Linked DNA regions of Mus musculus: all the other regions are linked to region 3. Evidence: chromatin contacts called from public promoter capture Hi-C data. All regions are on one chromosome and are shown on one strand. The core of a region is the stretch at or near the end of the contact, and the rest is flanking DNA. Distances in the headings are between cores, read along the strand shown. Region 1 holds the start of Ogdh (oxoglutarate (alpha-ketoglutarate) dehydrogenase (lipoamide)). Region 2 holds the start of Nudcd3 (NudC domain containing 3). Region 3 holds the start of Rhbdd3 (rhomboid domain containing 3). Region 4 holds the start of Osbp2 (oxysterol binding protein 2). Region 5 overlaps Nudcd3 (NudC domain containing 3).

Region 1 (2,700 bases), core at 115-2,614, 1.2 Mb before region 3:
TCTACCTGGTTCCACCTTCAAGGGCAAGGCTAGAGGATCAGACAAACAGAGGAACTCCAACGGTGTCCTCTGCTCAATGTCAGAGCACAGGATACACAGACACAAGTAGGGCCTGTAAGGGCAATGAAATCCACAGAAAAGCTGGGGGAAATTTTTACTTCTATTTTTAGTTACACGCTTCTACTTAGGGTGATGAAGACCAGTTGCACATTCGCAATAGCTTCACTATATACAGATAACACTTACGGACGTAGAGACCTCCATCGAATACAGGTTGACCCCACTGACCCCACTTGGGCCTGTAGAGGTGTTCCTTGAGTGACCTTTTGACGTCAAGGATCTAAAACTCCACCCTCCAATGATGCTTAACGCCGCCATTTTCTGATCTTACAGTCAGGAAGTTGAGTTACGCATGCGCACAACACCTAGCCCGTCACTTCTCATTACCTTTAATCCCTTTTCCACACCTCACCCTGCTCCTTCACCGTGTAGATACTCAAATGCCCTACACTCCGCTCTCCTGTCTTTACATGGTATCCACGTGAGGATTCTTGCCGAACCTGTCACTTCAGAGACTGGCACACTGCTCGGTGGGCAAAAGAAACATGATCTGGTAACTCATGCGAGGGCACAGTAGCAGGCTTCCCAGTCACTCTGGGTATAACTCACATCTGTCACACACTCTCGCGAGGAAAGCGGTGCGTGGATGGTGTTTCTAGGGAAACCAGTGTCACCTTGGCCGACAGCCTGGTTTACCTCATACCGGCAGGTGGGGCTGCCGCAGGCACCAAGGTCAGCGCCGTGTCCGGGCACGGCGAACACAAGGACGGCGGCCTGCTGGGGTCAGCGCACGCAGGACAAAAGAACGCGCGCGGGCCAGAGGGAGCGACCGGTCCACGTGACACGCCGCGACCTTGGGGCTCTCCCGGGCCGCCAGGCCACCTACTCCCTAGCCCGCCACCTTCGCGGCTCCGCCGCCAGAGCCAATAGCGCTCGGCCCCCCGACCCCCGGCGCAAGTCCGCGTCCGCCAATCTCCGCCCGCCTGGAGGACCCTGCCACGCCATTGGCTATAACGTCTGTCCGTCAGGTCTCGTCCCCCGCCCACCATCGCCGCCCTCCGCCAGCCCGGCTCTGTCCGGCTTCACGCCCGTCACTCAGGCACTCCGGAAGCAAGGACGCATAGGCCTCACCCTCGGCCGCGAGCTCCGGGTGTCAAGCGCCGAGCCTCCCAGCCCTGGACGGAGCCCGTCTGCCGCACAAGGTTACCTGTCTCCCGTTCAGCTCCACCCGAGTGAAGCGCCGACACCACTCCGGGCTCCAAACTCTCAGCCCCGCCCCGGCGTGTGGCGTCAACGCGTAGCCCGGCCCCAGAGGAGCGGCCTGCAAGACAGGCTGTGGGCGTGACGTGACGTCACAGAATTGGGTTTCAGTCGCTCGCTCGGGCTTCGCGCCAATGCAGAACTTTGCATCTGGCCAAAGCCAGCCTGTTGCTCACTGTCTTTCGGCTGTCATTAGCAGTTACACGGGAGACGCTTCCGAAGCTTGTTAAGAACCTGGTACATTCAGGGCGTGGGATGCCGTCTGATAATTGAAGCGTTTGGCGGGCCGAAGCAGGAGCGCTGCGACTTTGAGGCCCACGGGCTTTGTATCCAAAACAAGCTGCCCTAAATAATAGTTGGGTTGGTAAAATGTATCCCTGCACAAAATAATTTGAATAACATGAGTGACTATTTTGAACACTTGTTTTGCAGCAGTCCTTATGAAGATTAGTTAGCGAGGTCTAATGTGACTTGGTTGTCATGCGACTTGGGTGTTCCTGCTAGTATTCTGACAGGAAGCTGTGCTGGGGTCCCCCTGGATCTTCCTGGCTCCAGAGCCTGCTCTAAACAGACAAAATCCACTAGTTAACCTGTTACACTTCACTAATATGAAATGTTCCCCGTGTCAAAATGTTAAGCCAGAGCCTGGCTGTGTGAGTGCACACCTTAAAGCAGAGCACTCAGAAGCAGAGGCAGGCTCATCTCTGAGTTTGAGGTCAGCCTGGTCTACAGAGAGAGTTTCAGGGCCACATAGAGAAACCCTGTCTTGGGAAACAAAATAAAAAACTAACAAAAATATTCAGCCAGATTTTGCAGCACACACCTGCAATTTCAGAACAGAGAAAAACTGACCAATTGGGAGGTCAAGATGGGCTACATAGAGTTCTTGTGGGCAGCCTGGGCTACACAGTTGGATCAGGTCTCAAAAAGGAGAGTGGTTCATTTCATACTCATGTCTTTTGTTGTTGTTGTTTGAGACAATGGCATGTAGCTGAGGCTGGATTCAATTTCATAATGTAGGCTGACCTTGCTCTGTTTCTTTTACCTGCATATACCAGGTGCTAGGACTATAGCTATAAGTCCCATGCCCAGCTTCATGCTCATGGCCTTTAACTCTCCGCTTGTTTCTCTTTTTTAGCAGAGTAGTTTTTGATGGACAGCAATACAGACTGTCAGTTTATCCTTGCTATGTATGGCAAATGGCACCAGTGCTGGATGAGCTGGCTGGAGAGTCCTTTTGCTCTACTGAAATAGAAGTCACAAGTAGTCACAAGTATGCCAGAAGCTCTTCAAGCTTTGGTAGCAGTGATAGGCCACAGTACAAGGGCAGAAGCATCAGCAATGGTACACGTGAGTTGTCCTCCCATGGACCTGGGGTAT
Region 2 (2,700 bases), core at 127-2,626, 1.1 Mb before region 3:
TCTTTACTTCTGCACTTGGCAGGCAGAAACAGGCATATTTCTGTGAATTTGAGGACAGTTTGGTCTATACAGCGAGTTCCAGGGCAGCCAAGGCTGCAGAGTAAGACAATGTCTTTTAAAAAAGTTAATTTGTAGATGTTAGTTAGTCTAGTAGAGATGAAATTCATTAAAATCTTTTTTGTTGTTGTTGTTGTTTTTTTTCCGGTCAGGATCTCCTTGCAGAGCCCAAGTTGGTCTTGAACTGGCTATGTGGATGAATAAACATTTCTGGTTCTGTCGCCACCTTCCCAGTGCTAGGTTTACAGGTATGGGTTACTACACAGTTTATACAACATTCAGGACACATTAGTCACACATGTGGGTTACTACACAGTTTATACAACACTCAGGACACATTAGTCACACACTTTACCAATTTAGCTACATTGAATGAAAAAAAAACAAAAAGGAGGACATGATGGCTTCTAGGTATGGTGGAGGAGGTTTATTGTAGACAGGAGGGAGCAGACAGCCAGAAGCAGAGGCATCTGGGAGAATTCAGGGTGGAAGTGGCTGTAGAATGAGCTGGGCCATGTGAGAAGGGTTAGGGGAGAGGGTAGAAGAGACCTGGAGTCAAGAGGCCAGGAGACCAAGAGGCCAAAGGGTAAAAAGGACCTCATAACCAAAATGGCTGGGTTACATAGGAATCAGAGAAGCTTGGGGAGGAAAAGGCCAGCTCAGACTCTGGACTGGAGAAGTTTAGGGTAGAGGTCAGGATTAGTATGCCAGCCAGAAGGATCCTGTACCAGAAGGTACTGAGGGAGACTGGTGGCCAGAGTCTGCTTTGATATTTTATTAGGCATCTCAGCCATTTGTCTTCGGTTTGTGACCTAGCATATGTTCCTAATCTGTCTGTCTTTCGTCTCCCCCCAACCCTCTTCTGAGACTGGGTTTGACTCTATAGCCCAGGTTGGCCATGATTTGGATGCGGGGATTACAGGTATAAACCACAGATTGATTGTGTGTCAACCTTACATAAACGTTTTCTTAAAATGTCTATATGCACGTATTAGTAACGGCACGTGTATACACACATGCTATACATACGGATGCACACACACATATTTACAGTATCATACTTCTTTTTTTCCTTCACTGAGCTTTTCACACTTTTCTTGTCCTTTCAAGTCACCTTGAAATCTGGTGCAACCTTCTGAGTTTCACTCATAGCTCTGTTAATAGGAATTCCATACAATTCTACAATATTCCTTTTCCGTTCCCTCCGCTAACAAACAAAATGTGGTATTATAAGAAGGCGCACCAGACACCTACGCAGGAATTCAATCCAGAAAGAAGAAAGGCTCCCAGACCACGTGACACCTCCAGGGACTACGTCAAGTGGCCGTCACCACAATGCTTCCGCCCTCTTCAAACATGGTTGGCAAGCGCTCTCCGCATCGTGACCATGGTTATTCTTGCATGTAGGAACCGTACTGAGCGCATACCAATCTCCTTTAGGCAAGTGTCGCGGCGGAGGAGATCCAGCAGAGCCGCAAGAACGACGATCGGTTACCGCCGGTAGTAACAAGCGCGGACCGGAAGTTCCGCGTCTTCGCTGTCCGGGGGGAGCCGTTAGGCGCGCACGCCGGAAGTGGCCAATCAGCCGGTGTGAGGCGGTGCCCACTGTGTTCGCGTCCCTCGGGCAGCAGAGCCATGGAGCCCGGGGCTGCTGAGCTTTATGACCAGGCCCTGTTGGGCATCCTGCAGCACGTGGGCAATGTCCAGGACTTTCTGCGCGTGCTCTTCGGCTTTCTCTACCGCAAGACCGACTTCTACCGCCTGCTGCGCCACCCTTCGGACCGCATGGGCTTCCCGCCCGGGGCCGCACAGGCCCTGGTGCTGCAGGTGAGGTGGAGAGAGGCGGCGGGCCGTTGGGGTCCAGCAGGTCCTTACCCCAGTTCCACCTCCCAGCGCCAGAGGTGCCCCGGCTCGCGTCCTACGTCTGGGAACTGCGCCACTCCGTAGCCCACCCTTCAGGGTTTGTGATTCTCTCTGGGGTGCCACCAGGTGATTTGAGTAAATGGCCAGGCGTTATCTGACCCACGGATCCGTTGGCAGGAATGCGCTTCTTTGGGTACAGGCTGGGTTTGTGCGGGAGATGCTTAGGTGTTGGACCTGTCAGCCTGGGTTTGAGGGCCTCCCAGCGCCCTGTGGGCATCCCCAGAACGGTGCAAGGGGCTTGTTAGGCAGGGTTCAAACCGTGCAGGCTGTAGGAGGAGGACTTTCACAGCGGGAGAAACTAGTAGATTTCAGAATTCCCGGGCTCGGAGGTGGCAGGAATGACTGGTATGTATTGATTGGTGGGTGTGGCCTCTTGCCAGTGACTTACTAAGTTGGTGGACAATTGTAATGTTTACGAAATTTACATTTGGATTAAAATTTATATGTCCTAGGTTATATTTATTGTTTTTGAAGCGTTACTAATGACTGACTCAAGTTGTTTGGACACCTTTTTAAAAACTGTTTTCTTTCGAGACAAGATCTTGCTGTGTAGCCCTGGTTGACTTGGAACTTGCCAGGTAGATCAGGATGGCTTCGAACTTATGGTCCTCCTTCCCGACGCTCCCGCGCTGGGATTGTTGACATTGTTGAGTTAGTAATAAGCAAACATTTAATGAATATATTTAACACTCTCAGCTGCGGTATAGACTCTGATGGTAT
Region 3 (2,700 bases), core at 152-2,651:
AGTCCCAGGTCCTGCTGGGGTGAACTCCACCCTTTATTTTTGGTACTGGGTTGAAGTTCAGAAAAGCAGGCAGATTTCACCCTTACCTGGAGGCAGGGTCACCTAAAATGAAGCTTCCTCTTGCACCTTCTTACAACCATTCCATCCCTGGGCACTAGGGGACAGGTCCATGGACATAGGGAACTGGGCCTCGAGTCCTCTGGACCAGTCTCTTCTCTTTCTTGGCGATAGGAATGGAAACTAGGGCCTCATACATCATAGGCAAGCCGTAACACTCCTGCAACCATATCTTCAATTAATAAAACGTAACTTGTAAGAATCCAATAATGAATCCAGCTGCTCCTCCTAGAACACAATACACGCCTTTCTCCCCTTCAGATTCCGACCGGCCTCTAGTGAGACACTATGAGTGGCGAACTAACAGACTCGGACGCCTGGATCTCTCACCTGAAGGTGATTTTACATAAAATGGGGAACTGGGGGGCTACACATCGGGCTCCCAGCTCCCTTCCCTGCCTGCCCCGGGCCAGAAGCTCCGGCATTGAAGCCACGCCCATCCTCAGAAGGGTGCGACACGCCTACTTCTCCCACATGGACCCTGGTTTCTTCCGAGTCCTCGCCCGCCATGCTAATGTTTGTCTGTGTCTGTCCACTGTGTCAGTAACTCTCAGAAAAGCAAAACCAAAAACCCCACCAATCGCCAACAATCCGCCTCAGTGTCTTTCTGGAGCCCTTGTCAGAGACCTCAGAGCTATGCATATCACACCCTGCCTACCTTGCAGGGAAGCCAGGAGGACAGAGTGGGAAGGCAAGGACAGTGTGGCGAAGCTTCCGGGCGGTGTACAGAGAGGGGAGGCCCGGGGTCTGGGTCGCATTCAGCTTTGTAACTTTAAGGAAAGAACTCAATTTCGTGGGTTCTGGGTTTTCTGTTGAAACAAGGGGATGGGTTGAAGGACGATCACAGGGCTTCTCAACCCCGACCGTTACTGGGGTCGGGCGCGGCATTCCCGGCCTCCCTCCCAAGCCGACGGCCCTCGGTCCCCTCCCCCGCCCGCTCAGGCCACGCGTCCAGGGGCCTGGGGAGCATGTCCTCCCACCCCCACCCACCCTAGAAAACCGAGCAGGGGGGCCCGCCCGGTAAGTCCGGCCGCCGGTTCCAGGCCGAGCCCTCGGTGCCCGAAACCCGCTGCACGCACACAGAGGCGCGTGATCCCGCCCGCCGATTAGTCAGCAGTTGTTTCAGGCCGGCCGGGATCCCTTCCCCCAGCCCTCCCGCCAGCCTCCGTCTCCCTCCAGGGCAGACTCTTCAGAGACGGTCCCTAGAGCCAGCGGGCGTAACCATTCCGAGCCACCGCGCCTCGCGCCAAGGAGCTCTCGGGTTCGTGGGTAACCCTCGCTCACTGGCGCGCTGGCCCCCGAGGCGCCTTTTTTTTTTAGACCACTCGTCACGTCCGGCTCTTTGGGAGAGGATCGGGTCAACGGTTTCGGGAGCGAAGAGCCGAAGAGCTCCGGTTCGCTCCTCTTCGGCCACCCCCGAGGCCTGGCCCGATGGTAGCGTCCGAGGTTGCGGGTTTCGCGCCTGCGCAGTGCGGCGCCTAGGGGGAACGCGAGAAGGAGACGGACGTTGAGAGAACGAGGAGGAAGGCGAGAAAATGGCGTCCACGGGTAAGCGGAGTGGGATCGCGGTCCCGCCGGCGACAGCTGGGACACCCAGACTGGGAGGCGCTCGTCTCTGGGGGTGGCAGGGATGACTGAGTGAAGTCGCCGAAAGGGGTTGGAGTTCCCGCCGCGGCCCGACGAGCTCGGGGGTGGGGGTGGGGGATCCGCGTTCCCTTCCCCTCCCCCACTAGGCGGGCTGGTTCTGGAACCTTTTGGCGGCCGCGTTGCGCGCGAGGGCCTCGCGGTAGCTGAGGCGTGCAGAGCCCGTCCAGGCCTCCTTTGTGTGGTGGTTGTCGGGGCCGGGTGCTCCGGGTCTCTCGCCACGTGGGCCGGGCCTAGGGCCTCCGAGGGCCCGAAGGGGACCGCGGCTGGGCCTGGAGCCCATCACCCCGAAGGCGCGTGAAGCGAGGTGTCTGATGGCGGCTCGAGAAGCCGTGGCCGGTTTCCCGTGGAACGTCTCCTCCCATCGCTAGCCCCAGGGCAAGTGTTTACTGTGTAGGGACTCAGAAAAACAAACAAAAAGCCGTCGCGAATGTGTAAGCTGAGGGGCGCCGGCTTAAGAGGGGAGCCCCATTATCCCCCAGGCCTGGCCCGGCCCGACCAAGCTGCCCCCTCGGAGGACCTAGTTGGTTCCCCTAAATCTTCGTGCTCCCCACTCAAGAGGCTTCGATTTAATCATGAGTTAACTCCACCTCCTTCCCTACCCAAAAAGCAGTGGCTTCCCAGTGTCCTTTTCTCAGCAACCGGCGCGGGGGATCGGTTGTATAACAAGGTCCGTCTGGATCCGGAGAGGAGACTCTTTTCCAGAAAGAGATTTCTAGCAGCTTTGATCCAGGAGAGGCAGAAAAGCCTCGGCACGCCACGTTTCTGTAGGCCTGCTCGTTAAGCTAGCCGGCTGATTTATTTCTTGGCCCTATTGAGGCCAGGGGAAGAGACCCATAGCGGATTTTGAAAGTCCAGGGCGGGAACTCTAGAATGTGATGGTTATGTTGTGGTCCTTACCGAGAGAATAAGTGTAGCCTAGCCCTCACCTGCAGTTTA
Region 4 (2,700 bases), core at 175-2,674, 1.2 Mb after region 3:
GCCAGGTATAATGGCTCACGTCTGTAATCCCAGAACTCTGGTTCTAAGAAACAAACATTTCCAGATGGAGACCAGCCTGGACTACATATAAAGACTCTGTTTCAACACACTTTATTTTAAAAGATTTATTTATTTTATCTTATGTTTATGAGTATACTGTAGCTATACAGATGATTGTGAGCCTTCATGTGGTTTCTGTTCTGGGAATTGAATTCAGGACCTCTGTTCACTCAGGCACAAAGATTTATTTATTGTTATATGTAAGTACACTCTAGCTGTCTTCAGACACACCAGAGGAGGGCATCAGATCTCACTACAGATGGTTGTGAGCCACCATATGGTTGCTGGGAATTGAACTCAGGACCTTTGGAAGAGCAGTCAGTGCTCTTACCCACTGAGCCATCTCACCTCCTTCCCCCCCCCCCCCACTTTAAAAATGAAAATAAATTTCCCTTGTTTCTAGAAGCTTTGGTTTCTCTAGGATAAAGGGCATTCCTTGTGGTGGGGTGTGGGGCAGCTGTTCTGTGTCCTGCCCTCCTCTTGACAAAACACTGAGCTATTAGCTATTTGCCAGACAAGCTGTTCTCCCTGGTTTGGGTCTTTGTACACAGCGGTTTCTCCTTGAAGGTCTTTCTTGTTTCTCTAACTCTGTAGACCTTGTCTCTTCTGTGACTCTTGCCCAAATTTGGTAGAACTAATGACAGGCCTGTCATCTTAGGTAGCTTGGCAATTTGTTTCAGGAGTCGAAACATCTCGTTAAGAATTTATTAGTTAGCTTCCTTCCCTGAGGGCTGCACACACATCTGACACGTGCATGCACAGTGGCTGCTTCCCAAGCTTGTCAACCTTGCTCTCATCTCCTGCTCTGGTCGCTGACAAAATGTACCACAGAACTCTCTAGTTAATAACTCAATGATGCTCTCGGAGCATCTACTCTGCCAAATGTGCCTCATATGCACCATCTTATTACAGCCTTTGAAGGAGGTATTATCTTCATTGTATAGATGAGCCAACAGAAGTTTGTGGAGTGGCTACAGTTCCCACAACTAGGGAGAGGGCCTAGGCTGGATTTCCTCAGGTCGGACTCCCAGGGTTTGAGATTTGCTGTCCACGACCCACCCATTGCTCAGAGTTGCGTGGCGAGCGCACCGCGTGGCTTTCATTCACCATTGTTCTCCCAGCGCCTGGCACAGGAGGGACAGCAGCCTGAAGCGTGAAGTGCCTTCCACGTCGTCTGCCTAACTCTTGGCCCACGGGGTTCCTTCCACCTTAGCCAGAGCGGCGGAGGGACCCACGCGCACCCGATCTCTGTCGCTCACGTGAGGGCTCCACCCATCCCGTCCACTCCTCCACCAACCCCGCCCGGCTCCGCCCCGCCACTCCCTCCGAACAGGCCCCACCCACTCCCGCCCCGCCCCGCCCCCACTCCGCGCTCCGCCGAGCTCGGGTCCACAGCTCTATGGGGAAAGCGGCCGCTCTGAGCCGAGGCGGCGGCTGCGCTGGCCGCTCCCGCGGGCTCTCGTCGCTGTTCACGGTTGTGCCCTGCTTGTCCTGCCACACGGCGGCGCCGGGCATGAACTCATCCGCGTTCGGCTCAGGACCAGCGTCAAAGCCTCAGCTCCAGCCTGTGCAGGCACCAGAGCGGGAGTTGCTGTCGAAACAGGTGTGCCAGCCAATTTCTGAGCCGGCGTCGAGATCCGAACCTGGGTCCCAGACGACGTCTGTGCCAAGGCCTTCAGGGGTTGGGCAGGAATCGGAACTACAGGGCTTGTGGCCGGGGTCAGAGAACGGCACAAGGTCTGTGTCCATCATCAAAGCTTCGCCAGAGCTGGCAATGCCGTCCCCGCTGCAGTCAACAGTAGGGAGTTTGCCCGTCACCAAACCCGAGTCCAAGCTGGTGCCAAAGACCCAGTCTTTTCTGCGACAAGGACAGGCGAAGATTTCTGTCGGGACTCCGGTGTCAGGGATTGGTGTCCAAATGGTCTCACCACCTCTGGACAGCTACAAGGGTTGGCTCCTCAAGTGGACTAACTACCTGAAGGGCTACCAGCGCCGTTGGTTCGTGCTCGGCAATGGCCTGCTGTCCTACTACAGGTACGGAAGTACCGAGGTAGGACATCTGTGGTTGGAGGGTGGTGGTGGCCGGCCTCGACTGTGGGGTGGGTGTCACCATAACCCTTCTGAGATGTTTGCATGAACTTCTGTAGAAGTAATGCCTGTCAACTGCCAAGGGAAGACGTGACCTGTGGACATGGCCTCTGGCAAGCTTGAGTTTAAAAGGATGAGTGGGGAGATGGGTGGAGTAGGTCTTTTGTTCCCCTCCTGTTTTTGGTGGTCATGGAACCAGGGGCTGCGTCTGGTTCACTGTGTTCATGGAGGGAGGCAGCTAGTGAACCCCTCTCTTGGGAAGGACTGTGGGTCCCACCTCCCGTGGTTACTTCATTTGTTTCCTACCTTTGCTGACACCTGCTGGTGGCCAGGCCTTGGGCTGGGACTCGCTGACCCACAGATAGAGCAGACATAGTGTGTACCCCCTGGGACCCCAAGTTGACATTTTGCAGCAGATAATGCTTTCCTGTTCCCTTGCTTATTCCAGAAGTAGCTTGGGTTTCGGAGCTGCAGTAGAGACAGAGCTGGCACGACCTCCTGCTAAAGCTGGACTTCCTTCCCTTTCTCACTAGCTGTTTCCTGGGATTGCAA
Region 5 (2,754 bases), core at 38-2,537, 1.1 Mb before region 3:
AGGACAAAAGATGGAATTACAGACAGTTGAAAGATGCCATGTGGCTGGGAGCCAGACTCAGTTTCTTGGAAAGAGTAGCAATGCTTTTCATCCCTGAGCTGTATTTTGTTTTATGTGTATGTAGCGTTAATGGGGTCCCGCATCTGCTCCGCCACAGGGCTCAGCTGATCAGGGAGGTGGGACACTGTAAGTCAACTGCGCTTCACTTTGGGGGTGAGGAAACACAGTCTGAGGCACAGGACAGCCGGAGCTGGCTCGGGAGTCCCCAGGCCTGCAAGGAGGCCAGCCTGTCTGATTTTCAGGCTCTTGGACACGCAGGCATCGCTGGAAGCATCGGAAGAGCTGAGAATGGAGTGGGGGCCTGTGGGCTAGATCTGACCCAGAGCCAAGAGGGGAAAGGGAGGAGCTTTGGCTGGTCCCGCAGTGGGAGTTCTCGGTGGTGGCCAAGGCTGATCGAAGAGAGGCCGTCTACTGGAGATCAGACAGTGGCTCTACAGGCAAAGGCCTCCACAGCTCCCTATGGCGGATCCCGATGAAAAGTGGCAGTCCATGGTTTTAAGGCCTTTATTGTCATGGCAGAAAGTGGATGAGTAAAACCATGCCCCACTTCTCAGGGCGGGTCTGAGGTTCAATACCTTTTGCAGGGAGGAGTGTCTGGGAAGGAAAGCTTATTGGCTAAGTCTCCAAGTCTTTAGCTACTTCATTCCAAATGGAGATCTGTCTTGAGCCTATATAATCTGTCACGTCCTCTACATGTGGAGGGGCTTGGTGCGTTGCCCTTATGTGACTGATGGCCACAAATCTATGGAGGGCTGTGGCCTCATTCTAGGAACAGGTGAAATGCCTATGAACACCATAAAAGTCCACCAACTTCCCTGGAGCTGGAGTTAAGTCAGAACCCGACTGAGGCCCTAGGCAAGAGCAGCCCCATTTTTTGCGATGGCTGATCTTGATCTTGTAAGCTTGTTTGGATTGAAAGCCACCTAGAAGAGTAGTGAAACCAGCTAGTAGGTATATCTACCAGTACGTTTCCATGGAGCTTTGACCTAAATCTATTGATGGACTGGCAATGTGAGCAGTCTGTGGTAGGTGGTGGGACTGGAAGATGAGGCCTCACTAGAGGAAGTGGATCTCTGGGATTGCTTTTGGAGATATCAGGGTTCCTTTCTGACACACTTGTGTCTTGGCTGCCATGAGGTGAGTAGTTGTGCCTTACCAAGCCTTCAACCATGCCAGAAACAATACAGGTTGCCAGGTATGAACTGTGTAAATCCTCTGCAACCAGAAGCCAAAATAACTATCTCCTCTTACATTGTTTGTCTAAAGTGGGGGAAGTTTGACTAACACAGTGCTGTTTGCTTGCCTGTTACAAAAGAAGCTGCCACGGAACATTTGTCTGTAAGTTCCAGCGGGGACACACACACTTTGTTACAATCCAGGAATAAAGGCTTTTGTCCATAGCCTTTGCTACCTTGTGCTGTGTTACTGCCCGCACAGCCCACTGTGTGTCGGAGATGCAGTGCTTCCTCATCCTGATCAACATTTGATGCTCTTTTTTTTTTTTTTAATTTTAGACTTTTCTCGTAAGTGTATGCTGGCATGTCATGTGGTTTGACTTGCATTTCCCTAATAAGCAAAGATGGTACAGTTTTTTCTGCCTTCTTTGGTGAAGTGTCACTTCAGATCACTTGCCTAATTTTAAAAATTGAGTTGTTCATTTTTTTAGTAAGTTTTGAGAGTTCCTGTATGCTTTATTAGATATGTAACCCGCAGATAGTTCTTCAGTCTTTGAATTGTCTTTTTGATCTTTTAAAGTTGCTGTTTGTATTTAAGGCTGGGAGAGGTGGGGCTCAAACCCAAGATCTGGTACGTGTGAAACATGCTATACCCCAGCCACCACATTGACTTTAGAAAATTAGAAGGCTTTATTTTTTTATTTTATGTCCATGCATGTTTTGCCTTCATGCATGTCCGTGCATCAAGTGCATGCTTGGTGACCATGGTGGCCAGAAGAGGGTGTTGGATCCCCTGGAACTAGACTTACGGGTGGTTGTGAGCTGCGGTGTGGGTGCTTCGAATCAAACCTGGGTCCTCTGGAAGAGCAGCCCCTACTTCCCGTAACCTCTTAGCCAAACTCAGGCCCAAACAGAACACTTTTGATGGGGTATAGAATGGCACTTTCTTCTTTTATGGATTGCATTTTTCTTGTTGCCACATCTAATCTTTACCCAGCAGAAATATTTTAAAAAATTTTATAGTTTGACTTCTAATTTGGTCAATTAGATTTTATAGTTTGACTTCTAATTTGAGTTAATTAGAATGTGATTCAGGATGTTGCTAGGAGTACATCGCTTTCTGTATGTAGATATCCAGGTGTGGCAGCATTGTTGGTTAAAAGGAGTCTATTGAACCTAGGGACCATCCCTGACTAAGCATGAATGACTTAAGCCCATAGCTTCCATTCATGTTTTCCTCTGACCTTTTCAATGTCCCCTTTGCCATCTCCTTGCTTTTAGTGTGTCTGTATGGTCAGTCTCCCACACCCCATGCCTTCTCCTGTCTGTCCCCGCCATGGTTATTAATCACTTTTACTTCCTGTGTTTCTCTGTTTCTCTGTGTTTTTATTTTAAGTGATTCTCTCACAAGCCATGCTTATGTTTCTTGATGTGAGAGCATATGCCCTTTAAAAACTTTTCAAATTACTTTATGAGAGAGAGAGAGAGAGAGAGAGAGAGAGAGAGAGAGAGAGAGAAA

What was found. Promoter capture Hi-C pulls out the DNA fragments that hold promoters and counts their contacts.
Region 1: a promoter capture Hi-C map of pre-B cells shows a contact between it and region 3, with 4 times the contacts expected there. The contact joins the promoter of Ogdh here to the promoter of Rhbdd3 in region 3. A contact is called at or near these places in 8 of 39 promoter capture datasets (the 3T3-L1 cell line, the C10 cell line, cranial neural crest and 5 more), 2 of 484 Hi-C or Micro-C datasets (both in embryonic stem cells), 5 of 115 datasets of contacts at active chromatin or transcription factors (T-cell acute lymphoblastic leukemia, bone marrow-derived dendritic cells, large pre-B cells and 2 more) and 2 of 9 other capture datasets (adipose tissue and liver).
Region 2: a contact with region 3 is called in a promoter capture Hi-C map of pre-B cells, with 4 times the contacts expected there. The contact joins the promoter of Nudcd3 here to the promoter of Rhbdd3 in region 3. A contact is called at or near these places in 4 of 39 promoter capture datasets (embryonic stem cells, erythroid cells, hippocampal neurons and 1 more), 3 of 115 datasets of contacts at active chromatin or transcription factors (astrocytes, large pre-B cells and pancreatic cancer cells) and 1 of 9 other capture datasets (adipose tissue).
Region 4: a promoter capture Hi-C map of liver shows a contact between it and region 3, with 2.4 times the contacts expected there. The contact joins the promoter of Osbp2 here to the promoter of Rhbdd3 in region 3. A contact is called at or near these places in 2 of 39 promoter capture datasets (both in liver).
Region 5: a contact with region 3 is called in a promoter capture Hi-C map of liver, with 2.7 times the contacts expected there. The contact joins the enhancer-like site here to the promoter of Rhbdd3 in region 3. A contact is called at or near these places in 3 of 39 promoter capture datasets (liver and pre-B cells) and 2 of 115 datasets of contacts at active chromatin or transcription factors (astrocytes and bone marrow-derived dendritic cells).

What each region holds. Positions count from the first base shown.
Region 1 is chr11:6,290,261-6,292,960 of GRCm38.p6, reverse strand. Ogdh (oxoglutarate (alpha-ketoglutarate) dehydrogenase (lipoamide)) reads right to left here and starts at 1,364. Exons shown (of 23, transcript NM_010956.4): 1 at 1,268-1,364. It overlaps Gm46270 (predicted gene, 46270), which reads left to right and starts at 698. Exons shown (of 1, transcript NR_168687.1): 1 at 698-2,700.
Region 2 is chr11:6,199,127-6,201,826 of GRCm38.p6, reverse strand. It overlaps Nudcd3 (NudC domain containing 3), which reads left to right and starts at 1,376. Exons shown (of 6, transcript NM_173748.5): 1 at 1,376-1,884. The coding sequence starts at 1,693.
Region 3 is chr11:5,097,974-5,100,673 of GRCm38.p6, reverse strand. Rhbdd3 (rhomboid domain containing 3) reads right to left here and starts at 1,401. Exons shown (of 9, transcript NM_177370.4): 1 at 1,108-1,401; 2 at 776-926; 3 at 87-277. Ewsr1 (Ewing sarcoma breakpoint region 1) reads left to right here and starts at 1,578. Exons shown (of 17, transcript NM_007968.4): 1 at 1,578-1,665. The coding sequence starts at 1,653.
Region 4 is chr11:3,862,627-3,865,326 of GRCm38.p6, reverse strand. Osbp2 (oxysterol binding protein 2) reads left to right here and starts at 1,424. Exons shown (of 14, transcript NM_152818.3): 1 at 1,424-2,094. The coding sequence starts at 1,460.
Region 5 is chr11:6,164,189-6,166,942 of GRCm38.p6, reverse strand. The region is part of intron 2 of Nudcd3 (NudC domain containing 3); the gene reads left to right. Among named protein-coding and RNA genes, the nearest start is that of Nudcd3, 35 kb to the left of the region's middle. Within about 2 kb of position 1,287, at least 12 of the 459 cell types and tissues checked have an H3K27ac peak or open chromatin away from gene starts, as enhancers often do. A contact at or near this core is called in liver, where this site is marked.